Linked DNA regions of Arachis hypogaea: region 2 is linked to region 1. The links are chromatin contacts, called in public Hi-C maps. All regions are on one chromosome and are shown on one strand. The core of a region is the stretch at or near the end of the contact, and the rest is flanking DNA. Distances in the headings are between cores, read along the strand shown. Region 1 overlaps LOC112720574. Region 2 has its middle 3.8 kb from the start of LOC112720575.

Region 1 (6,881 bases), core at 2,865-5,364:
TCGGAAAGTGTGAGTCTCTGAGTAGGGTGAGAATGGGTGAAAATTTCTTGAACGGTTCAATCCCTAAGGGTCTGTTTGGGCTTCCGAAACTGACGCAGGTTGAACTTCAGGATAATCTTCTGACCGGAGAGTTTCCTGTTTCTGGTTCCGTTGCACCGAACTTGGGGCAAATTAGTCTTTCCAATAACAAGCTTTCAGGGCCGTTACCTCCGTCCATTGGGAACTTCTCCGGCATGCAGAAGCTTCTACTTGACGGGAACCGGTTCTCGGGCCGGATCCCGCCGGAGATTGGCAGGCTACAGCAGCTCTCCAAGATGGATTTCAGCAATAATAAGTTCTCTGGTCCTGTTGCTCCGGAGATCAGCCAGTGCAAGTTGTTGACATTCGTTGATCTCAGCCGCAACGAACTCTCCGGCGAGGTTCCAAATGAGATCACTGGAATGCGGATACTGAACTATTTGAACCTTTCAAGGAACCACTTGGTTGGTCCAATTCCGGGTTCTATTGCTTCCATGCAGAGTTTAACATCGGTGGATTTTTCTTACAACAATCTCTCTGGTTTGGTTCCTGGCACTGGCCAATTCAGTTACTTCAACTATACCTCTTTCTTGGGGAACCCCGAACTCTGTGGCCCTTATTTAGGTCCTTGCAAAGACGGTGTTGTCAATGGCCCTCGTCAGCCTCATGTTAAGGGTCCACTCTCTTCTTCCTTGAAGCTATTGCTGGTTATTGGGCTTCTTGTTTGCTCTATCTTGTTCGCTGTGGCGGCAATCTTCAAGGCGCGGTCCCTGAAGAAGGCGAGCGAGGCGCGCGCCTGGAAGCTCACGGCGTTCCAGCGATTGGACTTCACTGTGGACGATGTTCTGAATTGCTTGAAGGAGGATAACATCATAGGAAAAGGAGGTGCTGGAATTGTGTACAAAGGGGCCATGGCGAATGGGGATCAAGTTGCTGTAAAGAGGTTACCGGCTATGAGTAGAGGATCATCCCATGATCATGGTTTCAATGCTGAGATTCAAACTTTAGGGAGGATTCGACACAGGCACATTGTTAGGTTGTTGGGGTTCTGTTCGAACCACGAGACGAATCTTCTTGTGTATGAGTACATGCCTAATGGAAGCTTGGGTGAGGTTCTTCATGGGAAGAAAGGGGGTCACTTGCATTGGGACACAAGGTACAAGATTGCTGTGGAGGCTGCAAAGGGGCTTTGTTACTTGCATCATGATTGTTCGCCGCTTATTGTGCACCGCGATGTCAAGTCGAACAATATCCTTCTTGATTCCAGCTTTGAAGCCCATGTTGCTGATTTTGGGCTAGCCAAGTTCCTCCAAGATTCTGGAACATCTGAATGCATGTCGGCTATTGCCGGTTCATATGGATACATAGCTCCAGGTATTGTGTTGAAGAAAACTTTAGCTAATTCTGAGTTTGTTGAATTTGAATTTCTGTGACTAATTTCGTTTTCCCAATCATGTTTTCTCGAGTTTGTCTATTCAATTTTGACTCAACAATCATCATGGGTATTGCTCTATAACTGTTGAGTAATTAATTAATTAATATTGCTAAGATGCTAATGTTGTGATCTATTTTGACTTCTGTTTTTCTACCGAACACTGATGACCTCTTGATTGATTTGTCCGCATAACTACAGTTTGCTTCTAAACTATTACCAATTTACTACTAAAGAAAAATGGTAGGTAACTTTATTGCTTGCTTCTTGACCATAGTACTCAAGCTAATGATTAAATTAAATTAAATTAGTCATGTAGTTATAGATCATACATGTTCACAGTTGGAAACGGATGGTGACTGACACGGCATAATAATAAAACGGTTTATTAATTTTCTGTTGTTTACTTTCTCATATATTGACATTGTTTCATGGTTATTTATTGAAGTTGAGATTTTTATTGTTACAGAGTATGCCTACACTTTGAAAGTCGATGAGAAGAGCGATGTGTACAGCTTTGGCGTTGTTCTTTTGGAGCTTGTAACCGGAAGGAAACCGGTTGGTGAGTTCGGTGACGGCGTGGACATTGTGCAATGGGTGAGGAAAATGACAGACTCAAACAAGGAAGGAGTGCTTAAGGTTCTTGATCCTAGGCTTCCCTCAGTTCCCCTCCATGAGGTGATGCACGTTTTCTATGTCGCCATGCTGTGTGTCGAAGAACAAGCTGTAGAGCGACCAACCATGCGCGAAGTGGTTCAAATTCTCACCGAGCTTCCAAAGCCACCGGGATCTAAGCAGGGAGATTCGACAATCACCGAGTCCTCATCATTGTCATCATCAAACAGCTTAGAGTCTCCAATGGCCACATCATCGAAAGAGCATACTAAAGATAATCAAAACCCTCCGAAGTCACCGCCACCAGATCTTCTTAGCATCTAATCTGCATTTTAAGAATGTTTCATATCTATATTAATTTCCTTTCGACGTGTGGGGTTTTCTTTCTAACTTTATAAGTTGATGGTTGGGTTGGATATTACTTTTCTACTATCTTTTCTCTTTAATGGTTTTTGTAACCTGTATAGTAGGATTGGTGGGAGTATCTCTTTCTTCTTATATGAAGTCCTTTTCTTCTTTCTGTATCACTGAAACTTTTTTTTTCCCTCTCATGGCTTATTGCTGTGCTGATTCTGCACCAGGGAGCAGCGTAAACATCATGGGGAAGTCTTGTTATTTCAGGATACCAATGACAGGTTATAGTGAAAGGGACACACAAACTCAACAAACGGTGTTAACTACTTTCCTTCTCTTTTAACCTAAAAATGGCTTTATGTATCATCTATGGTTTATAACACTGTTAGTGAACCGTGAGTGAACATATTCACTTTCATGAGCACCAACTATAATTCATTGAATTATATGCTAAAACATAATAAAAGTAACTCATTGGCAGACTTTGTTGTTTAAAAGGATGACCATTGCTGTTTTATACTTTTATGTTGGGTAGATAACTGAAAAGAAAAGCAAAGCGAAAGGGATGAAACTTTAAGATTAATTCAGAGATTCATATAGGATAATCCTAAAGATAAAAATTATTCTCATTTTTCGAAAGTTAGGTGATAATATACAAATATTTTTTACTAGTCATCTTCTCTACACTTTTTTTTGGCTAGAGTTTACTCCTATATAAGAGATCAATTAACATTAGTTCTTCATAAATAAATAAAATAAAAAATAAAAAATAAAGAGTTAATAATATTACGTGTAATTCTGGGTTTTTGCCAAGATTTTGAAGTAAATGTTAAATAAATATATTTTTTCTATAATTTTTTAAACATTTTTCTACTTAATAAATATTTTAAAACAATTGTTAATAAAATTTTTATATTTTATTCACTTTATTATTTTAAGAAAAATAATATTTGAAGTTAGAACTTTATTATTATCTAAATTTTTGACCTCCAGACTATTTCAAATGGTTCAAGATTAAAATTTATATATCTTCTATCTATTATATATAGTCTTCTTCTATTATCTATCTATCTATCTTTTATCTTTTATATATATAATATAGATTGAAAGGGGATTGATGCACAATTTTTTCCCCCTAAAACACCTTTTACCATCTACAATTTATTAAAAAAAGTTGTTATTTTCAATAGTTAAACTCATAATCTTTTGGTTTTAGTATAACTTATCATTCTAGCTAATATCAAATTTATTATTATTTTTTATTTAACTTATAAAAAATAGATTAACAGACGCGTTTGGTGTCTATTAGTCCACTAATAAATTATAATAGTGGTATTACATGTTACAAAACTTAAATATTTAAAAATATGAAAAATGCTAGAGATTATAAAAATTTATTATTTTTTGTCATTATTTAGTTATCAACTCAAATTCTTTAATCTAGTTCCATTAGTTTGGTAATCCAACAACATACTTTATCTTATATTTTTAAATATTGATGGTTAATTAATGGCTAAAAACAATAAATTTTGATGAACTTCTAGCATTCTTCTATTATTGATGTATATTTTTACAATAAAGAAAAAAGTAATGTGTGTGACAATGTTTAATTTTTGGGAAATTCATTCTCAACACCCTAATCCTACCAAAGAAATCCACATGGAAAGTTTACTTGGGAGTAGCTTTTAGAAAGTGCTTAGCTTGATGTATATTATAAGGTGTGTTCACGTGGTACACGCAACAAACAAGCATTAGTTTGTTAAAGAACCAAATGAGATTGTTGTACAAAGTGGTTGTTGGCATTCTCGTACTATTTTAGGAGGGAGATTATTCATTCATCTTCCATGTCCAATTGTCCATACCCTTTGGCATGGGTATGGCCTAGCAAACTACCCAAAGGTGAGAAGGATCCAATATTGGTTGAGTTCGAAGTGAGTCACGGTGTGTGTGTTAGTGTTATTTGTTAGGGAAAGTATGAAGAGCCAATAGAATATTTATACAATGTGTACAATGGAAGTTTAGAGAGTATTAGAGATATAATTATTAGTGTTACCTTCTCTCATCAGTTGAAGCTTTTAGGATGAGTGGTATTATGCATGGTATTAAAGCGTGAGGTCCGAAAGGTCAAGAATTTGAGTTTTGGTGAACTCCAAAATTAGTTTAAGTTTTTTTGGGAAGATGTTTATTATCGCTAGTATTCGGATGGTTATTCTAGATAGTGATAGTATGGGAGATGTTCATTTTGTAACTCAATAGCCTATTGTACATATTGTACAAATAGTCCATTGTCTCCCTAGCGGGATCCTGTTTGTTACTAATGATAATGTATGATGACTGATGAGGTTGGCGCGTCATAATAACTTGTTAACTACTAGAGAAAAGAGAAAAGGACGTATTTGGAATTCAATTCAATAATATTGGGTCCAACTTGCCTTATGCCATTGCCTAAAGGGAAAATCTCCACTGACTGTTTGGTTGGAGTAGTTTCACTATGTGACTATCAATTCCATAATTATATATTAATATTAATAATAACCCGAAATAAAATAAAAAATAAAAATAGATAAATTGGTCAAAAATTATTTTTAATATAAAGATGATGAAGATATTTTAGTTGATGAATATTGACATTTAAGTGTATTACAGTATTGTAAATGTATAGAAAACGTGTTCAATACATATCTTACGTATTGACCAAAATGTTGATACATGTCCAACACGTACTTTGTATGTTGTCAGAATATTGAGACTTATTCAACATTTATTCTGCGTGTTAACTTTTACTTGCAAAATTTATCCATATGTAATTATACTATATAATTCTATTTAAAAAAAACCAATATTTTTTCTTCAAATAGGGTTCGTGAAGACCTTATATGGCAGTGGAAAAATAATGCGGGGATAAATAATGAAAAATTAAAAAGAGTTGTACACACTAGTTAATAGAGAACCAAACGCATAGTTATGTATGTACTTATATTCATATATAGCATATTAACATCACTACTAAGTTCATTGATTATATATTAGACATTATTGTATTAATTCACACACTGTTTACTATTTTAAGTAGGACATCTACCAAATTTAGGTGAGTTATTATATGCATGTTCTGTCTAGTAAATGTAATTCCATAATACGACGTTAAAACACCCTGTACATACACAATATATTTTCATTATATGTAAACATACGATATGACATACACTACTAGAACTTGTGTCATTTAATAGTATTATTTTTGTGAAAGTAAATTATCCTTTTTGGCATGCTGATAAATTTAATTATGGATGAACAAAATTAATTTTATATCGACAAAAATAGTCTTGTATGATAAGTAGAGTATCCGAATCTTAATTTTTTTTAGATAAATTTGTTAATATTTTTAACTTTTTATGAATAAAAATAATAATTTTTTTCCTAAAATATAGAATGCATTTTATTATTAAACCAAAAAACGACGATATACATTTCAATGCATGCAGAGTTGCAGACACATTGATTTTGCTTGCTAGGAGCACAATAATGATAGGTTGTGTTGATGTGCAAACGGGGTGGGACAAAAATGGGCCATTAGCAATGCAAGCTAGACAAACTGAGTGCGTATATGTTATGATGATGGAGTTCTATTAATTAGATCTAGCTTTTAATTTGAACTTTAGTGGCGTCAACAGAAAATTTTAATTCTTATTTGCAAACAACAACAGTCTATCTTGTAAGTTTTGTGTTACACATGAATGAAACCCACTTTGAAAGTAAGACTTTGGCTGATAAGGAATTACAGGTGTTATGTTAAGACTGGGTACTAATTTTAACTATGTACTCAAAATTATTGGAGAATATTGTAAAAAAAAAAAAAGAAAAAGAAAAAAAAAACCATTAAAAGCAACAAAAACGAGTCTTAATATTTTTCTGTCAATTTTTTTCTTAAAAGAATAAAAATTACCCCTTTCTAAAATTAAAATTCTAAACCATAAATTACAAATTATTACTATTTAAAATTTGACTAATGTAGACATTTTTATATGGGTTGTAAAAGTATCATTTTCTGAAGATGATATGAGTAGATAATATTTTAATAACTGTTACCTTTATATAGTATTAGTGAAAGCCTGAAAGAGCAATGTAATCTGCAATATTAAAATATTAGAAGAAACAAATCTTTAATGAACAATATCCGAAGTAGCTGCTGCAAAAGTAAACTGCTAAAAAATGTAAGGGATGCTCCTATAAAATGTAAGGGATGCTTTTATAAAGATGTAGAAAATATTTTTTTTAAAGATATTTTTTAATAATTAAAATTTAATATATATAATCACTTAAATTATATTATTTTTGTTAAAATTAGGTCAGACAAATTAATTTAATCAAAAAATAGTGAATTAAATTTTAAATTTATCTAAATTAATATTATTTTTTATAAATAATGACTACAATATTTTTATTATATAAAATGACTAAA
Region 2 (6,881 bases), core at 1,761-4,260, 190 kb after region 1:
TAATTAATCTGAAGTCGAAAATTTTAAGGACCTAATTGTCACTTTATTCAAATTTTTACTATTTTATATTTTTTATTTACGTACGACCGGTTCTATCGGTTCAACCAGTGACCCACCGGTTGAACCAGTGATCCATTAACCCAATAATCTGACCGGTTCGATTACCGGTTCGGTTCTGACAACTATATTTTGTCCCTTCTTCTCCCATTAAAATTTCTTTCAAACAAGGTTTACTTAACTTCGTCCATTAAAAACATATTATATATGCGTGACGCGTCGTCTCCCAAATATAATCTCAGAAATGCAAGATTCTTCTTCTTGTGTCTTCAGTTCCCCTTTTTATATGCAGTTTCGAGATTTCAAGTTGTCCAAATTTGGGCCCTAAGGAGTCAAATTCACATATGCCAAATTATTCCACCAACAAAATACTCCCTCTATTCTTTCTTATCCAGATATATTATCTAAAGATAAACTAACAAAAATTAACAAAGATAAAAAGGAATGCAAGGATTAACAAAGAAATGTCACCAATTGTTATAGAGGGCCTTCTTTTTTACCACTATCATAAATGGATTTTGAACTCAAGTTTCATATAAAATCAAAGACAACAAAGTTAATGAAGCCAAAAAGATATTAATAGGGGTGTCCGCGGATCGGATCGGATCGGATTAGATATGGCCGAAAATTCGATCCGATCCGCACAATTTTCATCAGATCGGATCGGATATGGTATCTGCACTTTTTAGTGCCGGATCCGATCCGATCCGATCCGCACATTTGCGGATCGGATCGGATATCGGATATCGGATATATCCGCATAATTAAACCTTTTCTTTTTAATCATATTTCTACGTAAAAGAATTCGATAAAAATATTTCTTTCATACTTTTAAACTTATTTATTCCTAAAATATTTTTAATCAAACTCTCTCTAAATAACAAAAATAAAATAATACAATATATGAATAATAATTACTAACTAAAACATACAAACAAGTAAATATAATACTAAACATATATATATATTTATTTATTTTTTAATTATTATAGTGCGAATCTGCAGATCCGCGGATCGAATACGTAGATGTAGAGCAGATATCCACGATCCGATCCGCAAATGGTGCGGATCGGATCCGATCCGATCCGATCAATTTGCGGATCGGATCGTATCCGCAATTTTCGGATCGGATGTGGATATTTACCACGGATCTGCGGATACGATCCGATCCATGGACACCCCTAGATATTAACACATAACTTTCAAATTGATGTTCTAACATAAACATAATTGACAAGTAGAACTCTTCTCAGATTTAGTTTTGCATAGCTTATTAGCAAGATTTTGACTTTTAGCATAATGCATAAGTACCAACAAATTGTGTAATTCTTTTCATTTTGACATCACAAAATACTTTCATGTACTTGAGTTTCCCGCAGAGGCCAGCCAAAGCATCTTATCCTCTGGATGCAACGTCCTCAACCTTGGCGGCATCAAACAAAATCATCGTCTCAACAGATATAAACTCGCACAACTTCTTTAACGAACAAGCATCAGTCAATATAGCTGAATGACCCCACTAGTAGCTAGTTTCCGAACCTCCCCAACACACTTGTGATTTGGAATTGTTTTACATAAAAACCTATGCAGTCAAGAAGAGTGAGGAGATTACTTACACTCCATATAGACGCACGTACCGGTCAACAGGCAACGGGTACCAAGCATATGTATATTTCTTGTTGGCTTCCTGACTATAGCTATTGTAACCTCATCCATGAATTTGACTATCCGTCGTTGAAATAAGCGTGTGAGAATGCCCATTAGCAACAAATTTTACGCCTTTTGGAACAACCAAAACTGGGATGATGCGGAAAAATGTACGAGTCATTAGCAACTCACGAGAACAACCCAGTTTAAGTTGGGGGCCAAGGCCTAACTGCCTGGATTGACCGCCACCCCAAGCATAAAGTACCCCCTTCTTGAGTCAGAGCACATGTGTATACACCGGTAATATGAACTTCCGAACTTTCACCACTTGCCATGGTTACTGATTACAACCTTCTCTGTAAGTTATTTGCTATTCTAGAATGAAGGGTTGTGGCAAGAGGAAGAAGAAGATGGATTCCAATGTTGTTTTAGGGGTTATAGCAATTTTCTATCGTCGTTTTTGTCCTAATTCACGCAGAGACTAATTTGTCGTATATCCACGTGTCACATAACCGCTGAGTCATCAGCTTAATGTGATACATTGGACTTTACTGTTAGAGTTTAACAGAGTAATCTAACGGAAAGACTATACTGTCTGACACTAGAAAATATTAAGGATTAGTTGAGTAATTAATTTTTGTTAGGGATCAAAATGTCTACTTCAAAATTTTTTGGAGACCAATTTAAATAAGGTGGATACTACAATGAAGATTTTATAATTGTCTTCATGTGAATATATTTCTTTTTGACTCTTGGATGATGAATTGTATGGTTAGATTTTAATATTTATAAAAGTATTGTTTTTTGTTTAAAGTGTGGCTAAATAAATAAACCACACTTTTAAACAAAGCATCTTCATGAGAAGATATTTTTGCCATCTTCATTTGAGTAGTTTTGCCTTTAAACTCTTTAGCTTTATAGGATTTCAACATCGCAACCATAATACATGAATATGATTTCCAAGCTTGCACCACAATCTTTAAAAGAAATTTCAACATCTTAACAGCCCATTTTTCATTATGCACAGTTCACTTTCAACATGGTTCTACCATCTTATGAAATAATTCAATGTTGCACCATATACTTTTTTTTGGAAAAGTACCATGTCTGTATCTTATTGGATAGTTTTTTTTTATAATTGTCAGATTGGAGAATTCTTTTTAATCATATGCTGTTTTTGGTTGTCATCCAAAAACATATTCTATTTTTTGTTTTAGTTCTTCCAAATTAATGGAGAACAGGACACAAGGCCCAAAGCCAACAAATACAAACTCCACAAGGCAAAGTACTGAACAATATAATTCTCCAAACCCAAAAGAAGATAGACAATTCTTCTTTTGTTTTATCTTTTGTGGGTGGTCTGGGGCGGGACATAATAAATCTTCTTGATGGAAAGAAAAAGAACTCGAACAGTTCTTTGACAAATAATGGGCTTTTCTCTGGTGATGAGCAATTTATTCTTCTTTACGTGATGAAATGATATGGGTTTTCCTACTCCTTGATGTTATGTCTATTCCATGGGTTGAGCACAGACAGCTTCTCTGTGATAACAGATATGTTAATCAATTCTCTAGATCCTCAATCTATGAGGACGCCAAGACTGAAATATTATCTATTGAATATAGATTATCTAGACTATGAATTAATTGTATATAGATTATCTAGGCACTGACCCAATTGCATATAGATGATCTAAGTATTGAATCAAATGCAAAGATATTATCTAAGCATTGTTCTTCGCATTGACACTATATTATCCATAGTAAGACAAGACTTGCTTACATATTTCATCATTGTACAATGAACGATATGTTTATACAAGTACACTGCGATTCCTTCCTAACATTGAATACTGAGAAAATTTTAACTCAATTTTGTCTTCTTTTTTGCGATACTAACTTGAGATTGAATAAGTTTTGAGGTAATGTATTCTGACAACTAAATATTTGAATAGTTGATTGAAAATTGACTAATTTCTTGATCATAAGGAAACTAATTAGTAATCAATTGGTCTGGTAGAATCCAGACCTCATGATACAATGAATTCAAGGATATCATTTATTCTTATATTGAGCATGTTATAGTAATATTAATCCTATACATCCTTCTATCATAATCAGCTTATCAAATAAGTGAGAATTCTATCTTACTAAAGAATTACAAGATTTTTTGGGTTTTAATATCATATACTACTAGAAAATATAAAATTACATACGAATTTTTAAGATAAAATTTGCTGTCGAAAATACTCATGAATTTTCTTTCGGTAAAATAATTAAATTTTTTTTCAAATATTTATCGACAGACTATAAAATCTTCTGATAATTCTGTCGATAAAATTAAAATTTTGATTTTAGAGTTATTACCAATAAAAAATTCGTCTGTAATTAATTAATAAATCTGTCACAATTTTGAGTAACCCTAACTTAAAGTACCATCTCTCGAGCTCTATTCACACACTCGTACACAAAACACACTCCTCTCTTCCTCGCACGAGCTTCCTCCGCTGCTGATGCCGCCGTCACATGAACTCTCTCCGTCATCGCTTGCGTCGCACAAGCTCCTTCCGCCGTCGCTCTCGTTGCGTCTTGTAACACCCTAAATTTAACACCTCATGATTGTACCAAAAGCTCAGACGTTACTTACCCCTAAACCTTTTTATTATATACTATCTTTATTTAATATTGAGCCTTCGCAAATACTAACCGAAACTTGAATTAAGAAAATGAGAGGGGACTTTATTTTAAATCACTTAATCACAAAAGTATATATATTCATATAGCTTATATACATAGACTTATTCAAAGAACCTCAATTACAAGTCTTATCCCTCTAAAAACTAAAAACATTAAACGACGAGGGAAAAATAAATTCTAACTCAACTCGTGAACATAATCTTCTATGCTCCTGTAGATCCGCAATAAACCTTCGCACATGTAGTTGAAAGGGGTGAAAATAGGGGGTAAGAATTGGAGAATTCTTAGTAGGGTCGGGGTTAGAAGTTAAGTTCATTTTGCTATTATTAGCCAACCACAACTAACAGCAGAACACATACAAGCATAAATAATAAAAGAACACAGAAGTCAATCAGTCATACAACACACACACACAATCACAGAGTTACATAGCACAGAGATATGCGTAAACAAGCATGATTCATGTCTATCCCTAGTGTAGGTAATGAGCTCATTTGTCGGTTTCGACCCGCACCTGACGCAATCCAACTCGCAAGTCAGATAAGGCATTCCAACGACATAACCTCTGCAGGTTTCTACTTCTTGCAGGCGCTGATTCTCTAGCTGAAATATGTCGAACATAACCTCTGCAAGTACTTACAGGCGCTGATTCTCCAGCTGAAGCATGTGACCTATGTTCCTGGAAACCATTCTATATTTACGAGCGTCCCTGCACAATCATTCACATACAAAGCCCAAGACTTATTAACATTTATCATTCGGCACCATAACCATACTATCGTCACCCTCTCGTAATCTTCCTATAATCACACGTACCGATTTATCTTTTCTTCAGTCTTTTGATTATCAACATAAATAAATCAAATTATCTTCGCACTATTCTCACATCCTTCACTAAAATATCTTATGGAAAAGAATCATAAGGTTCTTTAATTAAGTCGGTATTTTCTAAAACTTTTAAGATTACTCTATTATTTATTGAATTATATTCCAACTTAACTCAGCAACCTTTGTCTGAGTTTGACTTCTAGTACCATAACTTCTGTAAGCAACCTCTATCTTACAGATGCGACTCTCTTGAGCCGATGTATACAAACATAACATCTGTAAGCAACCTCGGTCTTACAGGTGAGGCTCTTTCTAGCCAATGTATGTATTGATAACCTCTGTAAGCAACCTCTGTCTTACAGGTGCGACCATCCTCTGGATTGGCTGATGTATCTTTGGAAAGCAAATTTCATTGGACTTATCACCATATCTCTGCTTATCTCATTTTCTTTTCGCTCTTTCTTTCTTCTCTTTCTTATCATTCTATAATATAAATTATCTTTGCATTATTTTCTCGCCTTTCTAAGTGTCTTATGGAAAGAGAATCATAAGATTTTTTAATTTAGATTTGTCTTTCTAAACCTTCTAGGACAATTTTCTGCTTACCCTTTTAGTATATCATAAACAAAATAATATCTTTTAAATAAAATACTAATATATAATATATTTCAAAAATATATTGATAATAATCTTAATAAATTAATAACAATAATAATGATTTTTTTATTAACCAAAACTTATTAACTTGAACTTTATTATTAACCTTATATAAATTATTCTGTATCTTTGAGCTTTCTAAAATATTTATATGTTTATCCCAATATATTTTATAATTTATTAAAATATTCTTACATATATTATAATTACCAAAATAATCTTGAATCTGATCTTTTATAAAATACTCATTTTTACCCCTACTTTATTTATTATCCAAAAGACCCGAAAACTTATATAATTTCAAATTATACCTCGATTTTTTATATACAAATATAATGTTACCCTTCAAAAATAAAGTTTAAATACTAATCTTCCTCTTATACCAAAATCGAAACCCTTAGCTCTTTTCTTTCAAAATATTACTTGTATTTTAATCTGTTTTTGAGTTTTTCGGTTATCGATTCTTCGTAATTTTTAATTTAATCTCTCGGCCATTACACCTCACCAATTTTTACTTCATCCTCAATGATATTTCAGTCCAAAACTCACCAAAACAATTTGGTCCTTGCTGGTTTCATCACAGCCAAGCCATAAACTTCCTAAATACATCAATATATTACAAAAATTCAACATAAATTCAATCAAACTCAATCAATAATCAATCACAACATCAAATCACTTATTCAATACACATTTGTTAATTGAGAATTTACCGAAACCCTATCTCCATACGAAATTAAAATACTTGAAGCTCCAAAAAAACTTTTTGACCGAATAACTGAAGAAAGAAACGTAAGAAATCGGCTACACCACCAAAATCACCAACTGGCCGAACCTCAAAGAAAAAGGAAGTTACGTCTCTATCAATTTCTACCGAACAAAAATAACGTCAACCTGTAAAAAAAAAAAGATACGAATATTTTTATCGAGTTAGATTTTTTTATCTAAGTTACGGACTACAAAAAAATCAAAAGCGGGAGCTTTTGGGAAGTTCAC

What was found. A called contact is a pair of places that touch in the nucleus more often than the background predicts.
Region 2: a contact with region 1 is called in a Hi-C map of an unstated tissue, with 2.8 times the contacts expected there. The contact joins two enhancer-like sites. A contact is called at or near these places in 2 of 8 Hi-C or Micro-C datasets (leaf and an unstated tissue).

Annotation. Positions count from the first base shown.
Region 1 is chr11:27,157,222-27,164,102 of arahy.Tifrunner.gnm2.J5K5, forward strand. It overlaps LOC112720574, which reads left to right. Exons shown (of 2, transcript XM_025771557.3): 1 at 1-1,392; 2 at 1,920-2,592. The coding sequence ends at 2,389. Among protein-coding and RNA genes, the nearest start is that of LOC112720574, 4.9 kb to the left of the region's middle. Within about 2 kb of position 4,115, at least 2 of the 3 cell types and tissues checked have open chromatin away from gene starts, as enhancers often do.
Region 2 is chr11:27,343,436-27,350,316 of arahy.Tifrunner.gnm2.J5K5, forward strand. No RefSeq gene overlaps it. Among protein-coding and RNA genes, the nearest start is that of LOC112720575, 3.8 kb to the right of the region's middle. Within about 2 kb of position 3,011, at least 3 of the 3 cell types and tissues checked have open chromatin away from gene starts, as enhancers often do.